Regions from separate parts of the Hordeum vulgare genome. Here all the other regions are linked to region 2. Evidence: chromatin contacts called from public Hi-C data. All regions are on one chromosome and are shown on one strand. Each heading gives the region's core, a stretch centred on a gene start, on an enhancer-like site or on the middle of the called end of the contact. The rest is flanking DNA. Distances are from core to core; before and after follow the strand shown.

What was found. Hi-C and Micro-C count contacts between places; a contact is called where the count stands out from the background.
Region 1: a contact with region 2 is called in a Hi-C map of seedling, with 5 times the contacts expected there. The contact joins the promoter of LOC123396510 here to the promoter of LOC123451947 in region 2. A contact is called at or near these places in 4 of 6 Hi-C or Micro-C datasets (leaf, seedling and an unstated tissue) and 1 of 1 datasets of contacts at active chromatin or transcription factors (embryo).
Region 3: a Hi-C map of leaf shows a contact between it and region 2, with 2.7 times the contacts expected there. The contact joins the promoter of LOC123395740 here to the promoter of LOC123451947 in region 2. A contact is called at or near these places in 2 of 6 Hi-C or Micro-C datasets (leaf and seedling) and 1 of 1 datasets of contacts at active chromatin or transcription factors (embryo).

Annotation. Positions count from the first base shown.
Region 1 is chr5H:82,653,001-82,657,925 of MorexV3_pseudomolecules_assembly, reverse strand. LOC123396510 (probable protein phosphatase 2C 2) reads left to right here and starts at 1,515. Exons shown (of 4, transcript XM_045091426.1): 1 at 1,515-2,010; 2 at 2,964-3,131; 3 at 3,212-3,447; 4 at 3,551-4,351. The coding sequence starts at 1,846. The coding sequence ends at 4,127.
Region 2 is chr5H:83,544,920-83,549,456 of MorexV3_pseudomolecules_assembly, reverse strand. LOC123451947 (coatomer subunit delta-1-like) reads right to left here and starts at 1,996. Exons shown (of 9, transcript XM_045128516.1): 1 at 1,556-1,996; 2 at 1,315-1,455; 3 at 820-1,193; 4 at 1-15. The coding sequence starts at 1,032.
Region 3 is chr5H:84,087,898-84,092,375 of MorexV3_pseudomolecules_assembly, reverse strand. It overlaps LOC123395740, which reads right to left and starts at 2,578. Exons shown (of 5, transcript XM_045090769.1): 1 at 2,256-2,578; 2 at 1,057-1,968; 3 at 144-350; 4 at 1-54. The coding sequence starts at 1,879.

The DNA.
Region 1 (4,925 bases), core at 266-2,765, 890 kb after region 2:
AAATCTGGATCCGGAGGAGCAAAAAGGTGTGTGTATGTCCTGTTAGGCATTGTTCTATTGTTAAGATGGGCTATTGTTATGTTAGGCATTGTCCTATTGTTAACCCGGGCTATTGTATTTGATGTATGTGTATGTCTAGATCAAGAAGTCAACCCATTTGTGGTGAACATGATGTCTCCAACAACAAAACACATCATGCTATGAAGGTACATGCCAAAAGAAAAAATAAAGAGGTTTGCTGAAATTACTCCGCACCTTCCTATGATGTCACTTGACAACCCTGCAAAGAGCACGCGGAGCAAAAAAATCAACCCTACTAACCCTACAATGAGCACACGAAGCAAAAGAAGACTTAGTTTGTGATTCTCACAAGATTACTTCCCATATCATGTTTCACTTTCGAAACTTTCAAGCTGTTTGCGTGATACATTTGTGGACTTGGGCTTTAGCGTTGGTTGGTAGAGTAGAGATTGTTACTCCATCTCCATGGGGGTTGGCGCTGTAGAACCCGTCCTACAGGGCGGCGTGGGCAGACGGTCCATGCAGAGCCACCAAGAATAGCAACACTATCAGGTGGTCCATGCCTACTCCTGCTATCTTCTGCACCTACACGATGCTTAATTAAGGTGTAAGGAAGATGTCAAACTCAAAAAAAAAGCTGCAATAGGTAGCTAGACAGCTAGTCGCATTAAATCCACGTGCCATGCCTTTGGAGTATCTCGTAGATTGCTATACGACTATACAATACATGCTGCAGTATATATATACTACTACTATGCTAGTAGAGGTTACTTAAGCAGGATGTGCACTGTAATATCGTCATGCTCAGAGCAGAGGCATCTCCTCACTCACCCCTGCTACCATAATTGTACCTTGGCATCTCATCCTAGGATACACCTACACGATGCTTAATTAAGGAGTAAGTAAGATGTCAAGCTCAAAAAAAAAAACAGAAGCTGCAATAGCTAGCTAGACAGCTAGTCGTACATACGTGATTGTATATATTATGTAGGTGTATGGTTGGAGTAGGCATGGACCACCTGATAGTGCTGCTATGGCTCTGCATGGATCGTCTGCCCCAGCCGCCCTGCAGGACAGGTTCTACAGCGTCAACCTCCATGGAAATGAAGTAACAATTTTACTCACGCCATATACCCTAACGTTGTTATATGGTCTGCAACGCCACAGTAGACTGATGTTTCAATGATGATCGAAAACACCATATTAGACTAGTTTTTCTTAATGGGGCAGCCACACCACAGCTTATGACGTTTCGAAAAAAGTTAAATCATGAAATTTTTTTAAACTGAATTTTTTTTGTGCTCGTGTTTAACAAAAAGGTCAGAACAGTGATTTTGACCCATCATTTGCTTTGCTGACGGGCGAAAGGCGTGAACCGAAACGAGGCCGGCCTGGTGCGGGTGCGCCCACCATCGCACCAAACCTAGGGCACCGGCTCCCACCATCGTGCCGCCGCCGTCCGTTGATTTATTCTCTTCCCCTTCTCACCACGCGCGCGTAAATAGCAACGTGTCCGCCTAATTTCCGCCGTTTCGTCTCTCCTCTGCCCTCTCCCTCGTTTCGGGTCAGGAAAGTCTGCGCGCGAGCGCGTGTGTGTCCAGGAAAGGTTCAAGATCGCGTCTCTCGGATCGCGGAAAGGCCACCCACCCGCCCACCAGACCCCGCGGGGAAGAGGAAAAAAAAATCGGGAGATCGCCGTTGGATCCTTGTTTTTGTTCTGTGGTGCGAGTGCGGATCGGGGGAGTTCTGTGGCGAGTGAAGGGCGCGCGAGGGATCCGGGAGGTCGTTTGCGGAGGGATCTGATCTGACTAGTGAGGCGGAGGTATGGTTGCCGGGCCGGAGGTCATGCATCAGGTCGTCCCGATGCTGGAGGCGTCGTTCCGCCGGTTCCCCGTCAAAGGGGTCGACGAGGTCGTCGTCGGGGTCGGGGTGTCGACGCCGCCGCCGGTCGATTCGCCATCGCAGGTCGACCTCCAGGTTCCCGATCTGGTGAGTTCTTGATCCCGGCTGGCGATGGTCCTGGCCTGCTTTTTTTTTCTCTCCCCCGTTCGTTCTTATCTTTTAAGTAGGAGACCAGAAGTTCTTGTGGCCTGGCGAGTTGGGTATAAATCTAGATGCTTCTCGGCCGGGATCGCTCGCGTGTTCTTTGTGGCGTTGTAGGATTCTTTAGATTGTCAATCAGGAACGCCTCTCTTATCTGATTGCGCAGCGAATTTACGATGCGAAAAGGTGTTTAAATGACCTTCCCTGTAGAATTGGTTCTAGTCTAGAGTACTTTGTAAGAACGCAAAAGGGTAAAAAAACCTTTCTTGTTGCTGTTTTCTAACACAGATGTATTAACTGTTGATAGTGATTTGGAAATTTTGGTTATAAATGGACGGTGGAATCATTATTGGGTTGACCTATTTAGCCTGCGGTAATGTTATCGGAAATTATGTGCTAGTATGGTTTGCCGGTGCATATTGATTGTTTGCCTACGCAAGATAATACAATTCAATGTGTCATACTAATTGTTTGCCTATGCAAAATAATATGATTCGTCGTGTCTTGTTTCTCTGCTGTGCATATTAGGAATGTGCTAACTTGTTTTGAGTACATTTAATTGTCTGCTTTTGGAATCTGCTATGGCTTTTACTTAGACGGACAAGTTTGTACGCCTAAGTAGTTGTTTTATCAATTCAGCATTGAAATGTTCGTTTAGTTATCTCTATAACACATGCATAAGTAGTTGTTTTTATCAATTCGGCATTGAAATGTTTGTTTAGTTATCTCCATAACTATAATAGGGTTGATTTAGCCACTGAACACTTTGAATGATTTGCCATGTGATGGTTAGCAACGTAATTTGTCTTGATCAAACAGTATAAGTGACCCTTTCCCGCGTATTTTGGTGGAGGATGTCTGTTTATGACAGCATATTAATTGTTGTCTGCTCAATGCAGGTTAAGACGCCTTTGGAGACGCTACAGTTTGTCCCAAAGATTAGATCTGGTAGCTTTGCTGATATTGGACCTAGGCGGTACATGGAAGATGAACATATCAGAATTGATAATCTTTCTGGCCATCTTGGCTCACTGTTGCTGTGCCCATCCCCTAATGCCTTCTATGGGGTATGCACGGCCTTCTATCATTTGTTTATCCTACTATGTTTCTCCTGCACTATATGAACTAATTGTGTTATTGTCAGTAGGTTTTTGATGGCCATGGAGGTTCAGATGCAGCAGCCTACATGAAAAGGCATGCCATGAAGTTATTCTTTGAGGATTCAGAGTTCCCAGAAGGATTGCAAGAAGATGAATATTTTTCTGAATCTGTTGCGAACTCAATCCGCAAAGCGTTCTTGAGTGCAGACCTTGCTCTTGCAGACGATTCAGTCATCAGCCGATCGTCGGGAACCACAGCTCTTACAGCTTTGATCTTTGGAAGGTAAGATGAGCATGCAGTCAAAAGCCTCTGCAGATACACTCTGCTAGGATATGATTGTATTGGCATATGCATGCTAACTTTTGCTATTCTTCCTATCTCGCAGGCAGTTGTTGGTTGCAAATGCTGGGGATTGCCGAGCAGTTCTATGCAGGAAAGGCATGGCCATGGAGATGTCCTGTGATCACAGGCCAACATACGAAGCAGAGCGTCAAAGGGTCACTGAGTGTGGGGGGTACATTGAGGATGGCTACCTCAACGGAGTGCTGTCGGTGACTCGGGCTCTAGGGGACTGGGACATGAAAATGCCTCAAGGCTCAGCGTCACCTCTCATTGCAGAGCCAGAGTTCCAGCAGACCATCCTCACAGAGGATGACGAGTTCCTCATCATAGGCTGCGACGGGATATGGGATGTCATGACCAGCCAGCAGGCGGTGACCCTGGTCCGAAAGGGGCTCCGGCGGCACGATGACCCCGAGAGGTGCGCGAGGGAGCTCGCCATGGAGGCGAAGAGGCTCCAGACCTTTGACAACCTCACGGTGATCGTTATTTGCTTTGCCTCTGAGCTCGGTGGGTGCCTGCCGCCTTCGGAGCAGGCGTCGTCGAGGAGGATAAGATCGTGCAAGAGCCTGTCTGCTGAGGCCCTTTGCAACCTGAGGAGACTGCTGGAGTCTGATCAGTAGACGATTGCTGTAGGGCTTATTGAGTTATTGTGCCGACGGGTGTTAGATGCCTCGTACGGCTGCGCTTGCGCAGCCAGCAATTTTGTAGGGCACCCGTCGTTTGTTCGTTGCAGTTTTTTCCTTTCTTGTTTCTTTTGTGTTGACTACTGCAGTCTTTCGTGTACATACTCCATTGGTTCATGTACCGGCGATCAGTTGGTTAGTGATGATTTATGTGTGAGAAACCTCCTCCAAGATTGGTAGGATGTTCTAGGCAGGAGCTCTGACCTGCAATAGCAATAGCAGTGCAATATATAAACAGAAGGAAAGGAGTTCATACGTACAGGTCAAGCGCCCAAGAGGAGTTCATCTTTGTCCTGAGCCTGATGAGGTGCAGAGGCTATATGTATGTATGTATGTGTGTATATATATATACATATATATAATTGGATTGAATGTGACGCTCCTAAAAGAAAGTTTAATCTAAATCTGTGTATAAGTGGATTGAATGTGACGCTCCTGGATCTCACTACAAGTGGGTGTGAAAAGCTGTAATTCCACTGAATCTTTTCTTCCATGTCCTCTGTGGCCTTTGTGCCGGGCGACCTGGAATGTCCTTGACAAAGCCACCTTTGTGAAAAGTGCTGATAAGAGGGAAAGTGTGCTTCTTAGCCCGAGCTCAAATGAGCAACATTAAAAAACCTGAAATTTTTAGTGATAAACATTGACAAAAGTTCTAACAGCTTGCAAATTTTCATTATGAAATCATATTTATGGAAGTCGTGGCAAAGAAAAAACAAGATCAATACTTCAAAATGC
Region 2 (4,537 bases), core at 747-3,246:
GCTGCAACCTGTCATCTGCATTGAAGGAGACCGCATGGTAACAGTGACAATCAAAGACGTATTATTAAACGATAGGACTATGTGAAAAGCAGGCTCCATTTTCAAAGACAGCATTAATCCCCCTGCCATCAGGTCAACCTTATGGGAGGTTTCAAATCGATCCACTCGAACAAAACTATGTGGAGTGGCACATTTTATTATAAATGATGAAAGGTGAAAACGATATGCTTCATTAGGTGAAATGTTGGCTTCATTACGAAGAGAACATTCATCACCCTGCTGCAAGGTCAACCTTATGCCAGATATCAAATCGACAGCCAGGTTACAATGAATGATTAACCAATAACCAAGAGGCGTGATCATAGCATAAATGCATCAATATTTCTAATCTAATAGCACACACATTTGAATAAAAAATAATTATAACAAGCAGTAAGGAGGTATTATTGAACCAGTTGCAAAATACTTTGTCTGTTGAGCTGAAGTGGCCCAGAACTGCACAACTAGCTGAACTAGCACAGATCAGTGCAAAACAGGTCGGATCAAACAAACTAACACAATCAGATCTAACAACCGCATCATGCTTCCTCCAGATTCCAGGGAGGAGGGGGTGCTCCATTCTCATTTTGCAAGGTGAACCATGAACTATACGATTCGAGACAAGATGCGGCAGGAGGAGGTAGGGGAAGAACCCAGCAACCCACAGATGCGTGCCATGGCATAACTAGGTTTTCAAGGGACCACGTAGACGAGCCCAGCAAGGGGAGGGGCGAGCCCGGCAGTGGACGGGAGAGGAGAGCAGGGGCGGCGAGGAACTACCTTACTCCTGGAGGCGGCGGCGCCTGGAGGGGGGCCAGCACGTGGAGGAGGCGGCGGCGCGTAGAGGTGGAGTCGACTCTCGTCCTGCCGTCGTCGTCTCAGCCTCGAGTTCCCCTCGACCTCGAGTCTGTCAACACTGGATCCTCCTATTTGTCCCGTGCACGATGATGCGAGGTTGGGCCATTTGGAGGAAACGAGCCCATGTACATTCATGAGGCCCAGTACGTAATTCCACCCAGTGACTCCGTGAAGGAGCCCTTTTGTAGACTGGCATTCTGGGGTTCCTTTTTTCTTTTCTTTTTTGCTTTGTTTCGGCTTTGGAGAACTCGTGCGCCCGTAGGATTGTGTTAATCTACGGAAACGCCCACGGTCATCTGCAAAAAAAGAAGGTCGAATTAACTTTAATCCCGAATCATAATCATCACCATCAATCAACCAAAATAACGAAGAATCGAAACGACGATCCGAAGAAACTCAAGGAATCGAAAATCAAACCTGAAATGAGAACAGGAACAGCCGTGCAGCTCCTCTATGCACTGAAGTTGCACGTCTTCTTCTCAAGCTACCTGAAGCAGCGTGTGCGTTGGCGATCTGACTTCCAGTCGAGGTTTGACTTAGTACGGCTCAGATCTGCGTCTGGAGAGCAAAGGTGAATCAGATCGACATAGAGCAGAACGCGAACCCAAAAAAAAAAAACTTGTAAAGGATCTTACTCTAAACCATGAACTGTGAGTACCTGCTTGAGGATTCATAGCCTGGAACGCGCCCATCCCATGAACGCTTGTATCCACCGATCTATGTTGTTGTGTGTCGAGTTGTTACGCCCTCGTCCAGGGACGTCCTGGACCGCCGTAGTCCCACAAGGGCATGCGCCTCGAACTCCCTAACGGCCACCTCGCCGTCCATGAACGACGGCTCGCTGGAGTTGGCCGCATGAAAGGAGGTGCCGAGAACAGCCCTTTTCTCACCCTCCACGACACATGGGCATGCATATGCCATCATTCACGGCCACCACGGCCGTGAATATGGGCTGGAGATCGCCGGAGCTCACGAGGAGGGTGAGAAGATGGGGAGTATACTACTTTGAGAGGAGGAGAGGAAAAGTAGCTTGGCAGCCAAAAGATGAATGAATGAATGGACAGGAGACCCGGTGGTTGGCTCGCGAGCTTACAGAGGGCCAGATGCGCCGAGCACGCGAGCCAAAGACCGTGTAGAATAGTACTACTAATTGTACTCATGGCTCGATGCGATCAAGACGAGCGTACCGTCAGGAATCGATTCGGAATTTAAAATTTTCCATACTGCGACCAGGATACAGAGGGAAAGTTATAAAAATCATTGATCGCCTGGCAGGTCGCGGCATTTCTCCGGATTAATTACAGTTTTCGTATCAGTCCGGTGCTCGCAAGACCGGGTCAGATACTCCAAAACAGGGCTCGGGAACGTAGTCGGCACACTGGTGCTTGGTCAGGTCGGCCACGCCTCGTCGTGCCGCCATGTACGAAGCCCCAACGTCCTGCCGTGGCGTGTACTACTTCTCCACAGCTTCAGGTGGCGGCAAAATTAATAAAAATAAACCTCGGGCGTAAGAACTCGAAGTGAATCCTAACATGAAATATTTCATTCGTCTGACCCTTTTGTGTGACGTTTGACACCTAGCCGCCACACTATACTGTGTGACGTCTAAGCCGTTTGCGCCACATGCCCAGCCACCTCGGAGAGAGGGCCCATCCCTCAGGCACTGTGACGTCTAAGCCTCATGTGTCGCACATTGTAATGTGTGACGCCGAACGCTTAGGCGCCACACATTGATTTATACAGCCATGGGACAGCCCCTTCCTCATTCCCCTCCCATACATCACTAGGGTCCATCCAATTCAAATTTTTTCGGACTTGTTCCAACAATTGAGCATAGCTAGGACACAAATCGAACACCATGTCAAGCTCATCCGGGTCCGGATCAATATTGCCTTTTAAAAAGGTATCCTTGTCCACGTGATGAACACAGACACATGTTCTTCCTATCCCTAAACAACAAAACATACAATATTTTTTATAAGCAATCATACAACTACAATATCTACTTACTAAAAATAAACCCTATTCCTAACTTCCAAACATTCATAACACTAGCCCTAACCCTATCATAACCCTAACACAACCAAACATCCATAATCCTAACTCTAACCTAACCCTAGCCTAACCCTAAAACAACCATAATGCAAACATCCAAACAACTCTAATCCTAACCCCATCATACCCCTTATCCTAACATACAAACAAATACAACAATATCATATACATCCCACATTTCATGAAAAACTACGGGTTCCTCAAATTTGCAACAAAATGACCACAAGAGATTTTTATTTGGATGAGAATGAGGGGATAGGTGGGGATTACCTTAGGGGAGAGATTGGACAACAAATGTCCGGTCCAAACCTTCAGATTTGGTGATTTGGAGAAGGATTTGAAGAAGGGCCCGTGGCTGGGAGAGGGGGATGGGGGAGGGGAATGAGGAGGGGGTGGGGAGGGGGGCTGGCCCGTGACTGTATAAGTCAATGTGTGGCGCCTAAGCGTTCGGTGCCACACATTACAATGTGCGACGCCTGAGGCTTAGGCGTCACACTGCCTGGGGGATGGGCCCTCTCTACCAGGTGATCGGGGCGTGTGGCGCCGACGGCTTAGGCATCACACAGTGTAGCGTGGCGCCTAGGTGTCGGGCGCCACACAAAAGGGTCAGACGAGTGAAATATTTTGCGTTAGGGTTCACTTCGTGAGTTCTTTCGCCCAAGGGGTCATTTTTGTCAATTTTGCCTCAGTTGGATTTGCCAAACGCAAGACCCAAGGGTTCGGGGTTCAGTAGCATTGTACCAGTGTGTGTGAACGCGACACACTCTGTGGACTGTACCAAGACCGAGACAGAGAAAACAAGTGGGAGCCAGCCCGCGTGCTGACATCTTTCCATTTGCATTTGCAATCACCTCCCGCCCATCTCCCTTCCAAATCTCTAATGCCAACTCCATCGCGCGACCCCATCCGGATGTCCGTTTTGGCCGGATTCTGTCCATTTGAGGCGGGTGATGGGTCGTATCCGGATCATTTTTGGGATGCAGTGGTCGTGCGTCCAATGTGGGAACGCTCCTGTCCGCCTCATTTTCAAACACAACCATTCAAATAGCTACGGCTCATAGTTCATGCAAAGCGGCCCTAGATCACATCGACAACACAACCAGCCTACACGTCCTCGTCGGCAACACAGTCGGCCTTCAAAAAGGAATAGGTTTTTCGTCGGTAACACAGCCGGCGGCCGACTCACCATGCCAGCCTCCAAAAAAGAATGACGCCCTAGTTCATGCCATCGGTGTCGAACATCTCTTTCTATCGGGCCTCGAACCAGCTCCTTGTCTTCTCGATCATCTTGCTCAAGTCCACGCTCATGATCGCCAGCGCCACCTCCTTTGCTTTGGTTGCGGCATTGGCGGCCTCGATGCCGAGTTGCCTTTGCCTGGTCGCCTCCTCGATGTCGAGCTGCCTCTGCCTGGCCGCCTCCTCGATGTCGAGTTGCCTCTGCCTGGCCGCCTCCTTCATGTTGATCTTCCTCTTCTTGTCCGCCTCCTCCATCTCAAGCTTCTTTGTTTGCAGCTCCATGTATTGCTTCATTTGCTCCTCCTTGTCTTGTCGCTTCTTCTCGTCCATCACTTCCTTGTGAGACATC
Region 3 (4,478 bases), core at 1,329-3,828, 540 kb before region 2:
CTTCAATTTTGCTCATTGACATTGAATCAGGGGTGTGAGCTTTGATATTGCTATCTGTTACCAAGAGTGGAAAATAAAAAGGATCACAAACTTTTTAGTACGAGCAAGTAAAAGATGTTCTGTTTCGACAGTTGTTGATTTACCATCTTGTTCACCAGACGTTTCATTAGGCAATTCCTCCACGGTTAACCCCTCTTTCATCTCCAGCTCATCTTGCAAATCCTGAACCAAGTTCTCCATTCGCTTCAGTGTGCCCTTCAACGAATCAAGATCTTTTTTGCTTGATAGAGAGGAAGATATAATACCAATGCCAACCCCACTGGAGAACATGAGCATTCGTTCCAGTAAACCTGCAGATCAAATGTGCGTATTTAGGATTTGAATGCTTCAAGTGGGGGGAAACCCCAAAACAACAACTCGGTATGAAGCATAACATTTGTAGCAAAACATCAGCATCCAAAATAGCCTACTTAATAAGAGTTACAACATTTTTTTACAACCATTAGCAAGAGATCAGAAAAAGAAGCAACAAGGAAACATGAATGTTGTTCAAGCGCATTTTGTCCTGAAATGATAAATCAGTCGGCCCCGTTGAAATATTACGGATAGATCTTACAAATTCTTCATCGTTTAACAGCTCTAGTGACCCAAGCAATCATAAAGTAGTGAGCGCAGATTGAGCAAATTCTTGGAAATTAGGTTAGTCAATCAATATTTTAGGAATGACAGATTATTTTCAAGAAGACTAAGACTGACTTAAGGAGCATATGACATAATAAAGCATGTGATAGTCCAACTGGTGTCATCGGGGCAAGGAACAGAGGTTCCACACATGACACTGAGCTTTCTACTAGTATTAACTGGGAAACGTAATCACACACCATTTAAAAAAAGTTTCACTTGAAAATTGCAAATGATGAATTTAGGAGGCATGTCTGCTAATACACTATTCATGACTTGCTTTGTTTCAGCGGATTGCATCAAGTGATAGGAAAAAAAACATGTACAAACTGCTAAGATTATATTGCAGGAATTGTAGTGCGATGCCGAAATTACCTGCTGATTTTGATGGTTTACTATATCTTTCGCTTTGGGAGCCAGGCAAACTAAACCTTGTACCTTGCGCTACCCTGCTGTCCCTTTTGGATTTATTCAGCTCAGGTAGAGGAGCAATTCCAACCACACTTTCTGGCACTTCTGAGCCATTTCGACAACCCTCCTTGTCGAACCCAATATTAAAGGGTACCGGCACTGGTTCATAGCGCGATTTACTAATGATTCTTCTCCCATCTGTTACAATGAATGGCCTAGCAGAAGCTGGGGATGGAACTGGAGCAAATGTGCATTCTTCAAACTCGAAGTTCTCGTTGTAAAGTTGTGGGATGTACGAGTTCTCTGTTGCGACAAGTGGCTTAAAAAAATGCCTCTGGGGTCGTCTGCTCCTAAGAGCACCTCGACCTCCTCCAGGCCCAGAACCAAGACCAGGGCTTCTTGTGGAAACCTCAGTAGTCGAACCATCTCGAAAGCCATCCACCAGATTCTTGCCTCTACCAACTGCCCTGCGACCACTTGGAACCGCCATTTCCTCGTTGTCCTTTGTGCTGCTTCTCTTAAAAATCCAAGGCTGCAAGCTCAATATGGATCCAGGATCTCTGACATACTCGCCTGGGCTGACCGACTCAGCACCGGTGCTTCCATTGGTGGAAGCAGCAAATCTGGCAGATGAACCGCCAAACCGCGAATGAACAGAGTTCCTCGGAGTATTGCAAGGCACGTTCTCCTCCTCCAAACCGATGTCCCTGCCAACCTGATTAAGGATCATTCTGCGGAACACATCGTTCCCCATTTCCGCATTCTTGTGGTTCTTTTGCTTATCCATTGGAAGTCCTGCAACCTGGCACTAGTTCCTCAGCAAAAGGCAAAAGCACAGGCACCTCCTCATCTCCAGAGCTGAACAGGGTCACCAACCTGCGCATTCAAACATGAATGATGAGCAACCAAATTAGCACAAGAACATGTACACAAAGCTGATGCAAATATTTATTCGAGACAAACGACGAGTAAAGCGATGCGGGATCCCCAATTCCTCCGCCGCAATCTTAAAGAAAGGCGAAATCCCTCCATGAATATCCTGAAGCGTCCAGGGAGCAAACGCCCACCCACCGAATCAAATCCCAGGTCACACGCGCACAAGACCAAGGCCCAACCAAATATTGGCACATAAAATTTCCACCCCACGAATACACCAGGATTACCTGGGATTCGCCGCACGACCCGACCTCCCCTCCTCCAAAGAAAACCCAGAAGCGGCGGGGCAAAAGATCTCCGGAAGAGACGGCCAAGGATCGCCGAGGGCGGGAGCTTTTTCTCACCGAGAAAGGGGGGAGGGAGGGATAAGGCGCCAGCGGCTGCCGGCGCCCCCGGCGGAGCGGCAATGCGGAGGCGAGGTGGCTGGTCAGGCGCGAGGTAGCGGGGAGGGAGGAGAGAGAGCAGAGCACCACTGGACAGGAGGCATTTGGGATTTGGGATGGGGGGGTTTGGGTTGGTCCGAAAGAGGCAAGAAGAACATCCCAAGGAGCCAAACCACACGAGAGACGAGACAGGAGGTATATTAAATTACTCTATCCTACATGGCGATTTGGTTTTAAAATGAAAATTTATTCGCCTATTTGCTCGAATTGCACTGGCATTTTAACTTTTACAGCTCAGCTCACAGCTCACGACAGAGGGTCGGGGATTGAATTGCCATGATGAATGGATTAATTTCTCTATTAAATTCTGATGGAGATGATTTCGCCATACTGAAATACTCCCTCCGTTCCTAAATATAAGACCTTTTAGACATTTCACTATAGACTACATACGGAGCAAAATGAGTGAATCTATACTCTAAAATGTGTCTATATACATCCGTATGTAGCACATAGTGGAATCTCTAAAAGGTCTTATATTTAGGAACGGAGGAAGTAGTTACTAATAAAATAAAAGGGGCCATTTCAAGTTATTTAGGATTTGGCATTCCGTCCATTGGTTCTTCAATTTTAGCTCCATGTCAAACTGGCACATGATCATTTGTTGGGTCCACGTGTCAACAAAGTTGATCCAGCAGCGGGTTCTTGATGGCGTATATTTTCTTCTATTCTAATAAATAAGTACATACTTCCTCCGTTCCTAAATATAAGTCTTTGTAGAGATTTTACTAGTGGACTACATACGGATGTATATAGACATATTTTAGAGTACACATTCAATCATTTTGCTCCGTATATAGACACATAGTGAAATCGCTTAAGACTTATATTTAGGAACGGAGGGAGTATATCTTAACTTATACTCACTCCGTCCTAAAATTCTTGTCTTAGGTTTGTCTAGACATGGATGTATCTATATATTAAACTGTGACTAGATACATTCATATCTAGACAAATATAAGACAAGAATTTTGGGACGGAGGGAGTATGACTCACATAAACAATCAAGCTACTTCCGGGGACGATCACAGGGAAGTAAAAAATAAATTACCTTTTTTTACATTGACTTTAAAATGATTTTACACAAAAGGTTGAAATCTTCTTTGATATTTATTGTGCCAACATTGAAGTCTCAGAATCTTCTGAATTAATGTTGATAACAACTTGATAATTTGTTTGCGCGTAGCTCAGATGGTTAGGTTTTTTTATGATAGAATCAATCCATCAGGGTTGCGTTCATAGGAATGAGTGTATGCGGCCATCGAATTGCTTGCGTCCGAGCATTAAACTTAATCTCTATGCTTGTGTTTATGAGAAAATTATGGGTTTAAATAACATTTTCATGAAACTGCACATAAGTCTTAAAATTATACTACCTGTGTACAAATATAAAATGTTTTTGCAGTTCAAATAAAACTGCAAAAAATGTCTTATATTTTTTATAGAGAGGGAGTACCTTCTGTGGTAGATGTTATTGAACTCTATTAACTGTTACCTGATTTTTTCCATATGAAAAGATCAAGCTTCATTTCATCCTAAAGTTGATGTACACCACAAAGAAAATACAGAGAGGTTCTATCCATTTCTCGGTGTTTCCCTTTACCTTAATAATGGCTTTGTGTTTATTTTTAGTTTTCATTAAAAAACAAAGTTTTTTCTTCTTCTGATACTTCCCTTTGAGAACTCTTGTCCCTTGTGTGCAGTGTCCTAGAATTGGACTTGCTATCCGGGGTACATGCAAAAGGATGCTTGGCCTTCACACCATTCCCAGAAAAGAAGATGGTCTCCAGGTCTTCCTGAATCTCAGCCCTCTAACTGTCTTCATCTGTGATCTAAACTCCTTGATCCCATCACAGAAACAGGCCCACATTTGCTGAAGCTCAATTAGGGTTTGGTCATCTGCACTTGCACCTTGACGGCTATTAATAATCATGATCCTATATCATGGCATGGAAGTACCCAGCTTTATTATGCATGTACCAAATTTTGTTACTCCTTAGGACCACC